Regions from separate parts of the Sus scrofa genome. Here regions 1, 3 and 4 are each linked to region 2. The links are chromatin contacts, called in public HiChIP or PLAC-seq maps. All regions are on one chromosome and are shown on one strand. Each heading gives the region's core, a stretch centred on a gene start, on an enhancer-like site or on the middle of the called end of the contact. The rest is flanking DNA. Distances are from core to core; before and after follow the strand shown. Region 1 has its middle 120 kb from the start of MAP3K8. Region 2 has its middle 100 kb from the start of JCAD. Region 3 overlaps SVIL (supervillin). Region 4 has its middle 320 kb from the start of SVIL.

What was found. HiChIP or PLAC-seq counts read pairs in DNA pulled down with a chosen protein or histone mark.
Region 1: a contact with region 2 is called in an H3K27ac HiChIP or PLAC-seq map of alveolar macrophages. The contact joins two enhancer-like sites. A contact is called at or near these places in 6 of 47 Hi-C or Micro-C datasets (embryonic fibroblasts, heart right ventricle, mesenteric adipose tissue and 3 more) and 1 of 2 datasets of contacts at active chromatin or transcription factors (alveolar macrophages).
Region 3: an H3K27ac HiChIP or PLAC-seq map of alveolar macrophages shows a contact between it and region 2. The contact joins two enhancer-like sites. A contact is called at or near these places in 2 of 47 Hi-C or Micro-C datasets (heart right ventricle and skeletal muscle) and 2 of 2 datasets of contacts at active chromatin or transcription factors (alveolar macrophages and skeletal muscle).
Region 4: an H3K27ac HiChIP or PLAC-seq map of alveolar macrophages shows a contact between it and region 2. The contact joins two enhancer-like sites. A contact is called at or near these places in 1 of 47 Hi-C or Micro-C datasets (embryonic fibroblasts) and 1 of 2 datasets of contacts at active chromatin or transcription factors (alveolar macrophages).

What each region holds. Positions count from the first base shown.
Region 1 is chr10:40,624,124-40,626,823 of Sscrofa11.1, forward strand. No RefSeq gene overlaps it. Among named protein-coding and RNA genes, the nearest start is that of MAP3K8, 120 kb to the right of the region's middle. Within about 2 kb of position 1,283, at least 28 of the 83 cell types and tissues checked have an H3K27ac peak or open chromatin away from gene starts, as enhancers often do. A contact at or near this core is called in alveolar macrophages, where this site is marked.
Region 2 is chr10:41,011,717-41,014,533 of Sscrofa11.1, forward strand. No RefSeq gene overlaps it. Among named protein-coding and RNA genes, the nearest start is that of JCAD, 100 kb to the left of the region's middle. Within about 2 kb of position 1,340, at least 4 of the 83 cell types and tissues checked have an H3K27ac peak or open chromatin away from gene starts, as enhancers often do. A contact at or near this core is called in alveolar macrophages, where this site is marked.
Region 3 is chr10:41,272,121-41,275,022 of Sscrofa11.1, forward strand. All of the region lies in intron 3 of SVIL (supervillin), which reads left to right. Among named protein-coding and RNA genes, the nearest start is that of SVIL, 97 kb to the left of the region's middle. Within about 2 kb of position 1,286, at least 1 of the 83 cell types and tissues checked has an H3K27ac peak or open chromatin away from gene starts, as enhancers often do. A contact at or near this core is called in alveolar macrophages, where this site is marked.
Region 4 is chr10:41,496,984-41,499,828 of Sscrofa11.1, forward strand. No RefSeq gene overlaps it. Among named protein-coding and RNA genes, the nearest start is that of SVIL, 320 kb to the left of the region's middle. Within about 2 kb of position 1,493, at least 16 of the 83 cell types and tissues checked have an H3K27ac peak or open chromatin away from gene starts, as enhancers often do. A contact at or near this core is called in alveolar macrophages, where this site is marked.

The sequences.
Region 1 (2,700 bases), core at 33-2,532, 390 kb before region 2:
CTGGCCCTGCTCAGTGGGTTAAAGATCTGGCATTGCTATGGCTGTGGTGTAAGGCTGGCAGTTGCAATTCCAACTCAACCCCTCGTCTGGGAGATTCCATGTGCCACAGATATGGCCCTGAAAAGCAAAGCAAAACAAAACAAAAAGTCTCTGGATGCTGCCAGGTGTCACCTGGGGGCCAAAATCGCCTCCCCACCCCCCAGCACTGAGGGTCCCAGATCTCCAGCCCTGGCCCCAGCTGCTCTCCTGGTGCTGGGTGCACTGCTCCAGCCTTGTGTCCTGTGAATCACCACAGATACCCCTTTGGTTAGTCCCGCCAGTGTGGGTTGCAGTGGTAACTCTCCAGCCTAAGTTCAAGCCCAGATCCTCCAGTTGTCAAGACAACGGCCCAACATGACTGAAGAGATAAGGTCATCTCAGGTCCACATGCCCCCAAACACTTCAAATCCAGCAAACCCATCCTCTCGCATCACAGGACCATAAAACAAGCGGAAGGAACAGATGCTGTAAAAAGCAACTATCTCGGACCCCCTGTATGTGTTCTTTCTTTCTTTTTTTTTTTTCTTTTTAGGGCCACACCTGTGACATATGGCAGTTCCCAGGCTAGGGGTCAAACTGGAGCTGCAGCTGCAGGCCTATGACACAGCCACGGCAGCACCAAACCAGAGCCGCATCTGCGACCTACGCCACAGCTCACGGCAATGCCAGATCCTTAACCCACCAAGTGGGGCCGGGGATCGAACCCACATCCTCTAGGAGGGTATGTCAGGCTCTTAACCCACTGAGCCACAGTGGGAACTCCCCCTGTTTGTTTTCCATTTCCCTGGACGGGGATCGCCTGGCTCCACCCCCACCTGTATCAGCCTTCATTTCAGTAACTCCCCAAACAATCCTTCTGCCACCTAGATCCTTGCCTTGGCTTCTGTGTCCCCCTAACCCAGATGACAGTCCTTGCTTCAGCCTGAGCCAGCAGCCACAGCCAGGAGTGCTGGAGTGGGTTAGATGGACTAGAGTGTCTAAAAACTCCAGGAGTACTTCTGTCCACCCAGAAGTTTCCATCTCTGGCAACCAAGTGAATTAATCCAGAAGAACCTTCCAATCTTCCCACACAGCTTCCGAAGGGTCACCAGAGCCAAAGGGAAGAGGAAGACTGGAGGGGAAATGAAAGGAATTCTTGTCTCGTTTTGTGTTTCACAAAGACACATTCAGATGAGCAGTGATCCGTGCTACCAGGTCTTAGTCGTGGGATCAGCACTGGGTGGACAGGGAAACCGAAAGGAAAAGAAGCAGAGGTTTTTGTGGAAAGTCCGTTGGGCAGGAGAGACTGGACGGATGTGAAGTGAACTGTCTCCTGGCCCTTGTTCCTTTTTTCTTGGGTGGCGCCGGGAAACCACATGCTTGCAGAATCGAGCCGTGCCTGAGCTGCAGAGAGAACAGTATCCTTTGAGACTAACAGGTGGAAACAGATGGCACAGAACGGGGGAGGCAGTGGCCCTGGCGGGGACTCTGGGACCAACAGATATGTCAGACTTGGTGAGAAAGAAATGTAGGAGTTCCTGCTGTGGCATAAGGGGATTGGTGGCATCTCTGGAGCATTGGGACACAGGTTCAATCCCCGGCCCAGCGCAATGGGTTAAGCATCCGGTGTTACTGCAGCTGTCATTGCAAAGCAGGGGTACTTGATTAATTGGAGGGAAACAAAGGACCTTTCTGACACAAACAAATGAACTTGGGTTGGGTAACCTGATGGTTAGAAGAGATCTCAGCCTAGACAAAGGATAAGAAGGTTCCAAAAGTTAATCACTCACCAGGCTTCTTAAAAGCCAGGCCACCTGGAGAGAAAGTCTTGCCCTGGTGGCATATTTGTCATAATGTTCTAGAAGAAGAACAAGGATACTTGATGTTACAGATTCCTCCTTCCTGTACAGGGGTTGGACCTGGAGAGGAAGCTTCCCACCTGGGCAGCCACCACCACCACTACCACCCCCGGCCACCAGAAATGTAGTTGTGTTGCGGGCGACATATGTGATCTAACCCAGGCCATCTAGGCTGTTATAACAAAGTACCATAAGCTGGTGGCTTAAGCAACAAGCATTTAGGAGTTCCCATTGTGGTTCAGTGGGTTACCAACCCAACTAGTATCCATGAGGACTCAGGTTCGATCCCTGGCCTCGCTCGGTGGGTTAAGGATCCAGTGTTGCCCTGAGCTGGCATAGGCTGGCAGCTGCAGCTCCAATTTGACCCTTAGCCTGGGAATTTCCATATGCCATGGGTGTGGCCCTAAAAAGCAAAACAACACTGAAAATGTATGTTGATTTCTCACAGTTCTGGAGGCTGGGGAGTCCAAGGTCAAGGCATTGGCAGACTGGGTGTCTGGCGAGAACCTGCTTCCTGGTTCAGGGCATCTCCCACTGTGTGCCCACGTGGTGGAGGGGGAGGGAGCTCTCTGGGGTCTGTTTTCTTTTTCTTTTTTTCTTTTTTGGCTGCCCCGTGGCAGGTGGAGTTCCCTGGCCAGGGATCAGATCCAAACTGCAGTTTCATCCTATGCCAGGGCTGTGGTAAACCTCAGATCCTTTAACCCACTGTGTTGGGCAGGGGATCAAATCTGTGTCCTGGTGCTACAGACGCACGGCCAATCCCACTGCGCCACAGCGTGAACTCTTCTGGGGTCTCTTTTATATGCCTCTTTGCATCCTATGT
Region 2 (2,817 bases), core at 90-2,589:
GTGAGCAAGTGCTCTCCAGGAGAAATGATGACAGAAGCTGCTACACAAAGGAACAGTGTACAGGGAGGCACAGAGCATGGGATGTCATTGGTGGGTGGAAAATTCACGTCCCTCTAAATCCAAGTAGGACACTCTTCATCTATGGGCTTATCTAAAAGAATTCTCCCAACTCGTGCTTTCAGATACTAGAACCACTACCTCGGTGACATGTGCCCTTCCTACTTCTTTGCATCCTGATCCGCATAGGGTCAGTTTGTGAGACTTGTATGAGTTACAAGCTTGACATTGTCCAAGGGCAGGAGAACCCTGAGCAATTTCACCTGCTCAGCCCAGATGTGAGTAAGACACTTGAGAGGTTGGCATGTTTCCAGTTATTAATTAATAGAGATAGATGCACAAAGGGAAATGAAAAGTCCTGTTCTTTGGGGGGATCCTAACAGGGATGGAAAAGGATTCACCTCTCTTGGTTTCCTTAGATTCACAATTTGAGGGGAATCGTATATTAATCCCACCCCCTTGCTGCCTCCTGAGCTCATTTGAATGAAATATTCCCCCAGCACACAGCCCTGCCTTCACAAATGCTGGCTGCTGGGATTTTCTCTCTCCCCTGGAGAGCCATTTGCTTCCTTGCACATGTGGGGCTGAACTTTGCTTCTCCCCTTTCATTCTGCTTAGTAAGCAGACTCTGAATAGGGACACCTGCATCCTATTCATTCTGCAACCTGAGCCAAGGGGTAGAGAAGCTGGTGTGAGGGGCTGAGGGAGGGAGCAGCAGGGCCTCTCGTCCTCCATCCTATCAAAGGAGGCAGTGGGGAGGTTTCAGAGACAGCATCACAGGCCAATAGATAGTGATGCTTCTGGTTGACTGATCAACACACATTCAAGCTGTCACCCATGGATGGTCAGCCTGTCTGTAGCCCCTGTTTCCTTGCTACTTCCCTTTTCATTAAACACACATTTAACTCTTTCTTGGGGCCCTAATAAGACAGACAGTGGAACAGAGGACCAAACAGAAATGTACTGCTTCCTTCCCCAATGATTTAGCACTTTGAACATTTCCATCTTAAAAACATTTACATACCACTTGTAAAGACAGTGGTTATTCTTAAATAAACTCACTTCTAATTTGAAGATAGAATCATCAACATTGACACTAAATATCCCTGTCATCACTATTAGTGGTCACAGTTTCCATGTAGGCACATAAACATTTGCCAGATAAGTGTGTACCATGGCCCCACCATTTCTGGTATTTCAAAATGCTGTGGCTGGGAGCTCCTTGACAGAATGAATATGAATGGTGATTCATAGCACCCTCATCATATTTGTTTTGCTATGAGTGGACATTTAGGTCACATTTTCCATTCGTTTCTCAAGCTGGCCGTGAGCAGTGAGGTCTCAGATGAGCTTGCCTGGGGTGATGACTTGCCATCTAGCCATATGCCAAGTGTTTTGTAGACACCCCATTAATTTACACCTTTTCAGGTGGTTAGCTTATAGGAGGCTGAAAATCAAAATACTGTCCATAACAGATGAACTGATAAGCAAAATATTGTATAGACATGCAATGGAACATTTTCCTTAAAAAAGGAAGGACAGGAGTTCCTGTCATGGCTCCGTGTTAACCAACCCAACTAGTATCCATGAGGATGTGGGTTTGATCCCTGGCCTTGCTCAGTGGGTTAAGGATCCAGTGTGGCCGTGAGCTGGGGTGTAGGTCGCAGAAGCAGCTTGGCGTAGATTGGCAGCTATGGCTCTGATTCGACCTCTAGCCTGGGAACTTCCACATGCTGCCGGTTAGCCCTAAAAGCAAAAAAAAAAAAAAAAAAAAAAAAAAAGGACACCCTGACCCATGCTACAAGCTGGATGACCTTGAACTTGAGGACATAATACGAGGTGAAATAAGGCAGTCACAAAAATAGATTTATTGTAAAGTTTGCTCTTCTATGAAGTACCTTGACTAGTCAAATTAATGGAAACAGAAGGTAGGATGGTGGTGGCCAGGGATTGGGGGAGACAGATTTCAGTCCAAGAAGATGAAAAAGTTCTGAAGGTGGGTGGTGGTGATGGATGCACAGAAGTTCACATGGACTTAAAGCCACAGAACTGTATGTACGCTTAAAGATGGCTGAAATGGTAACTTTTATAAATATGCATATGTATGTATTTATATGTATATATTATTTATTGCTCCAATAAAAAAGTTTAAATTCTGTCACGTGATAAATTGATATTACAAAGAGACTTTCTTTGATCAGTTCGGGAATTTCTATCCTAAAATTCCTTTTTTCCCCCCTCAAACTCCACTGTAGCTGTAGATTGAACACACTGGTTTTTAATGATGGGGTGATTTTCTACGCACCAGCTATGACATCTTTTCCGCAGGGTCTTACAAAAAGCAAGCTTCTCTCTTCTATTCGCCACAACATATTTAATTTGCCTCTAAGGAGATAGGGTAACTTTCCAAAGACCTCCTGAGTATTTCTCGTTTAGATTCCTTTCCACTCCCTTCCTAGGAACTCTGAAGAAAAATGTTCCAACCTGTCTGGCCCGAAGCAAGCTGGCTGGGCGCCCACCCCCGCTGGGCCAGGGCCTCTGAAGGTGAGGAATTCGGTCCACTCCAGACGCTGCATGCAGATGGTGCACCATTGCATCAGCCCTGCTGAGGATGAGTGATGGGTTTTAGCATGATGTGCATATTTAAAATATGGTTTTGTACAGGAGGCACCTCTTGAACATTTTGTGTGATGAAGACCATTCCTGAAATGGAATGCCCTAATCATTGCCAAAGGGTGCTCTTTGAAGCTTTATGCTTTG
Region 3 (2,902 bases), core at 36-2,535, 260 kb after region 2:
TCCCCCTAAGCTTTGAGAGGGAGAGACAGAGAAAGGCTCAGCTTGATTGATTTTGACCGTCTGGAGGTGAGGGGTGAACTGGTTGAAAAATGTCACAACCCCAAATCATACCCTCCTTTTTTGCTTTTTATTTTATTTAAAAAATTTTGTTTTTATTTGTTTATTTTTTGCAGCATATGGAAGTTCCCAGGATAGGGGTTGAATTGGAGCTGCAGTTGCCAGCCAGCCTGCACCACAGCCACAGCAATGCCAGATCCAGGCCACGTCTGCAACCTACACCGCAGCTCACAGCAACAACGGATCCTTAACACACTGGGCGACACCAGGGATTGAACCCAGGTCCTCATGGATTCTAGTCAGGTTCATTACCCCTGAGCCACAACAGGAACTTCCCTTTTTTGTTTTTTTAAAATTACCCAGCAGGGAGTTCCTAGTGTGGCTCAGGGGTAAGGAGCCTGACTAGTATCCATGTGGACATGGGTTCGATCCCTGACCTTCCTCAATGGGTTAAGGATCTGGCATTGCCATGAGCTGTGGTGTAGTTCACAGACTCAGCTCAGATCCTGTGTTGCTGTCTGTGACTGTGGTGCAGGTCCGCAGCTACAGCTCCAATTCAGCCCAAGCCTGGGAGATTCCATATGCCATGGGTACAGCAATAAAAAGACAAAAAACAAAATTACCCAGTGGTAAAATTATTTGCCCATACTGCAGTCAGCCACCAGCTCAGACTCACAGTGGTATATTTGTGTGGGTATTCGGTGACTATCAGGTGTTGCTTCACCTGATAGTCAAAACCCTCAGTTTATGGAGAAACAGAAAAAAGAAAACGATTCCGAGTCTGGTCCCACCAGAGCAGAAATTAGGACAGAATTCGGATCCTGGTTCTTAGGCTTTTCATCCCCTAAAAATGAGCAACTTCAAGAAATACTTCCAGTCGTTCCTGTTGTGGCACAGCAGAAACAATCCGACTTGTATCCTAGAGAACTCAGGTTTGATCCCTGGCCTCGCTCAGTGGGTCGGGGATGCAGCATTGCGGTGAGGTGTGGTGTAGGTTGCAGATGTAGCTCGGATCTGGCGTGGCTGTGGCTGTGGCTGTGGCTGTGGCTGTGGCCAGCAGCTGTAGCTCCTATTAGACCCCCAACCTGGGAACTTTCATGTGCTGCAAAGTGCAGCCGTTAAAAAAAAAAAAAAAAAAAAGAATACTTCTAATGATTGCTCCAGTTCATTGCCATTTAGGAAGCAGAACTTTCCAGAAGGCAGAAGCAGCTAGGCAGAGAGCTTTGTTGTCTTGCTTTCCAGCTCTGACTGTTCTGGCCATGCTCTGACATCATCCTTCCTTCAGAAATAGGGCTTCTTGGAGTTCCCGTCTTGGCGCCGAGGAAACAAATCTGACTAGGAACCGTGAGGTTGCGGGTTTGATGCCTGGCCTCGCTCAGTGGGTTAAGGACCCGGTGTTGCCGTGAGCTGTGGTATAGGTCGCAGATGCGGCTCAGATCCTGTGTTGCTGTGGCTGTGGTGTAGGCCAGAAACTGTAGTTGCGATCCACCCCTAGCCTGGGAACCAGGTGTGGCCCTAAAGAGCAAAGAAAAAAGAAAAAAAGAAAGAAATAGGTCTTCACGAAGGGAAAGCTGGAAAGTGAGGCTTCTCCCCCAAAAGTGTGCAAGCTGGCTCTATCTTCTTCACTTTCTGCTTAGAAACTGACGAGCCGCCTTGTCACTCTTGTCACTTTCTAACTTCAGAGGGGCATTAAGTATTGATTAGTTAAACCCGAGGAGGGGTAAAAAAAAAAGGCGGGTGTTGTTGCCAAATAAACCCAAGAGCAAGAGATCTAACTGCAGGGCACAGACAGGTATGGCGTGTGTGTGTGTGTGTGTGTGTGTGTAGTGGCACCACTGCTGGGTTCTGTGGGTGCAGAGATAGGTGGGGCCCCTGCCTTCTGGAAGAGTCTAGAGGCTGGAAATCATAGACCATGTCAGGAAGAGCTCAAAGAGGAAATCAAGTCAGCTGAGTCTTAAAGGAGAGTTAGGGGTTTTCCAAGTGACCAGGAATCAAGGGTGTTCTGAGCAGAGTCCAGCTTGGACACAGCAGCCATCAGGGTGGTTTCTCATGGTCACCTACCAGGGGGAGGGATGGTGGGACAGATGGCTATGAGGTAGGAAGGGGTCAGAGGTAGTAGGGACTTAATTACCCATTGGGCCAGCCATCTTCCACCCTCTGGTTGTCACCAGCACAGGGATACTGCATGATGTCCACTTTTGTCACAGCCTCCTGGATGTATCCACATGTGAGGTTGGTGGAAAAAGCAAGACATGAAAATCCCTTCTCATCCAAAAAAGAAAGTCCACTGGAGCTCCCTGGTGGTGCAGCAGGTTAAGGATCAGGCATTGTCACTACTGTGGCTCGGGTTCCATCTCTGGCCTAGGAGCTTCTGCACACCACGGGTGTGGCCAAAAAAAAAAAAAAAAAGGTCCATAGAGGAAGTCACCATAGATCTCAGTGCATATGAGGTAACCTCTGGGTTAAATGCTATTTCCCAAGTATGTATTTGTAACCTGATCTCTTTTCCTCCTTCTGATGAGTATCCCTGGAAGAGGGTAAAAGGGACTTTTTTACAGGGACATTCTTTATTATTATTATTTTGGTCACACCTGTGGCATGTGGAAGTTCCTTGGCCAGGGATCAAACCCTCCCCTCAGCAGCAGCGACCAGAGCTACCGCAGAGACAACACCGGATCCTTAACCTGCTGTGCCACAGTGGGAATTCCTTATCAGGATATCTTACATTTACTCTTCAAGAACATTTAATTTAAAAAGCTTGTCACAGAGTTCTCTTTGTGGCTCAGTGGACAACGAACCCAACTAGTATCCATAAGGATGCGAGTTCGATCCCTGGCCTTGCTCA
Region 4 (2,845 bases), core at 243-2,742, 490 kb after region 2:
CAAAAGACAGCGCTTCTGAAATGACCAAGGACATGCAGGGCAGGTTTAAATGTGAACTGAAGGATGAATTAGGGTTTGCAAACTAAATAATGACACCAGGCTATATTGCTGACACAGCAGGGACGACAGCTTTGAGTGCAGCCCTGCCCATGTATTTATTTATCATTTATTTATTTTCCTTTTAGGGCTACACCTGCGGCACATGGATGTACCTGGGCTCGGAGTCGAGTCAGAGCTGCAGCTGCTGGCCTACACCACAGCCATGGCAATGCTGGATCTGAGCCGCATCTGCGACCTACAACGCAGCTTGTGGCAAAGCCGGACCCTTAACACAGTGAGCGAGGCCAAGGATCAAACATGCATCCTCATGGACACGAGTCGGGCTCTTAGCCAGCTAAGCCACAGTGGGAACTGCCCATGTGTTTAAAATAACCTATGTATTCCATTTAGAATGGATAAGCAATGAGGTCCTACTGTACCACAAACTATGTCCAGTCTTTTGGGGTAGACCATGGCGGAAGATAAGAAAAAGAATGTATACATATGTAGGACTGGGTCACTTTGTTGTATAGCAGAAATTGACACGATATTATAAATCAACTATACTTTAATAAAAAAGAAAATTACATAACCTATTAGTCAGTGATAATGTCCCCGTGACTTGTCACTCTTTCCACCCGGTTGTTGGTAGCACTGACCTTGGACGTGGCAGGGGTTCACTCCAAGCTTTGTATCTCCTAGGCCTCACCCCATGTCCCCAGCTTGGCAGGGCTTCCCCGAGCTAGGGAAGAAGGGCTGAGACTCTGCCATCTGTCAAGGTGAAGGGTCTGTGGACTGACTCAGGCCCAGGGGACAGCCATGGTATTGGATGCAGGAAAACGTCAGTGACTCATCTTTCTCTGCTCGGCCAGGCAAGATGGCAGCATCCGCCTCAGGTAAAGGAACCTCATTTGAAATTCACCCCAAGTCCCCAGTGCCTTCACCAGTTCCTTCCGCCTGAGAAGTGGTCTGCGGTTTGTCACATTGGGCCATCGTGTGGGGCCACGGCAAGTTGCAGCTCTGGAATTTAATCATCATATTGAACAACTCATTTCTAAATTGGGCTGGTGATCAAGACAGTCTTACAAGAATATGAATCGTTGGATGTTTGCAGCCAGAGGATACGGAACAGCCCGGATTTTATGGCTCATTCTAGATAATGGTGACACATGGCTGAGAAATGCTTCTGCTTCCTAACGCCGTAAATTGGATGGTGTTTATTATAATGCAGCTAGAGCAGAGACACTTTATCATAAGAGCTGCTGCCCCCATATGGCAAATCATTACTCAGCGTATACTTGATAAATTGGTCATCATTCATAGGCAGAGAAGCTGATAGAGCCCCGTTTTATTTGCAGGAGAGCAGGCAATATGTTATCTTCCTGGGCTGATGTTTTTTCCACCAGAAATGTTATGCTGCTTCCTGTGCGTTGCTGAGCATTGTGTCAATGTCATGGGTCACGTGGGCATTAATGCCCAGCGTGGAGGAGGAACCATGGCTGAGCTCAACAGTCTTTTCAGAGGAGGTCCTTAGAAAGAGATTTTCATCTGCAAATTTAATCTCTCACTCCCCAGATGGAAAAAGAGAGAGGAAGGAATGATGGCCATGAGTAACTTTGTTCCCCAAAGCTGGCCAGGCCACGAAAGACAAGTCACAATGACTTCTAAATACAGGAAGGCAATGGTGGACTGTGGTTTGGTTGATGGTGGGAGGCTGGGCTCCCAGACGTGGCCCCCACAGGGAACTTGGCAAGCACTCCCTGGTGATGGAAATCTTTCCCAACCGAGAACGTGGTATTGCTGCAGGGGACAGAGCTGTGCTGCATCCACAGAGCTGCTGTCACAAGGCAAACTGGTCCGGGCCATGGTTCCTGACTCCATTCGCCAGCAGCATGAGTCAGTACAGCACGTGGTCAAGTGACAGGGGGCTAAAGGTCCTCAGACACAGCAGTCAGGCCGGTGTGAGCTGTGAGTGGACATTACTCACGAGGTCCCAGACACCCCTGGAGCCACAAAGACGCTTCCCAGCATCTAGAACTTTCCAAGGTCTAGTGATACCCTTGGCCACACAACAGCCTCTCTGAGTCACCAGAGTAACTCACCTTGAAGTCACCTATGGGTATTTACTGAGTCTCAGCAGCAAGCCCAGTGTGGTGATAGGGGAGGCAGGGGCACAGGTGGGCCACAGCTAGGGAACCACAATCGCCTTCGCAGCGTTGTTCCTGTCTTCAGATGCTCTCGCAAACACTGTCTCGAGGGGATGCGACCAGGTGAGCAGGTGAGCTTGCAAATTCCAGTTCCACCACGAGTGGGCACCCTCGGCCTCCTCCCTGGTGCCTCTAGGCATCCATTTAATCTTCCAAAAAGGAGAGTCCACGCTGGTCCCTATGCAGCTGGGTTTCCACAAGGATCCAGGGCATCCTCCATGACAAGCAATGGGATGCTGGCCGTCACCACCCACCATCCCTGTGTCACAGAAGGAAATACTGGCCAAAGGGCACAGAGAGCAGAATGTAAAAAACGTTACTGTTTTTTGTTTGTTTTTTGTCTTTTTGGGGTGCACCTGTGGCATACAGAGGTTCCAGGGCTAAGGGCTGAATTGGAGCTGCAGCTGCCAGTTTACACCACAGCCACAGCAACACCAGATCCAGCTGCATCTGTGACCTTCACCACAGCTCACAGCAATGCCAGATCTTTAACCACTGAGAGAGGCCAGGGATGGAACCTGCATCCTCATGGATACTAGTCAGGTTCATTACCACTGAGCCATGACGGGAACTCCAGGTTTCCATCTGCCTTCACACAC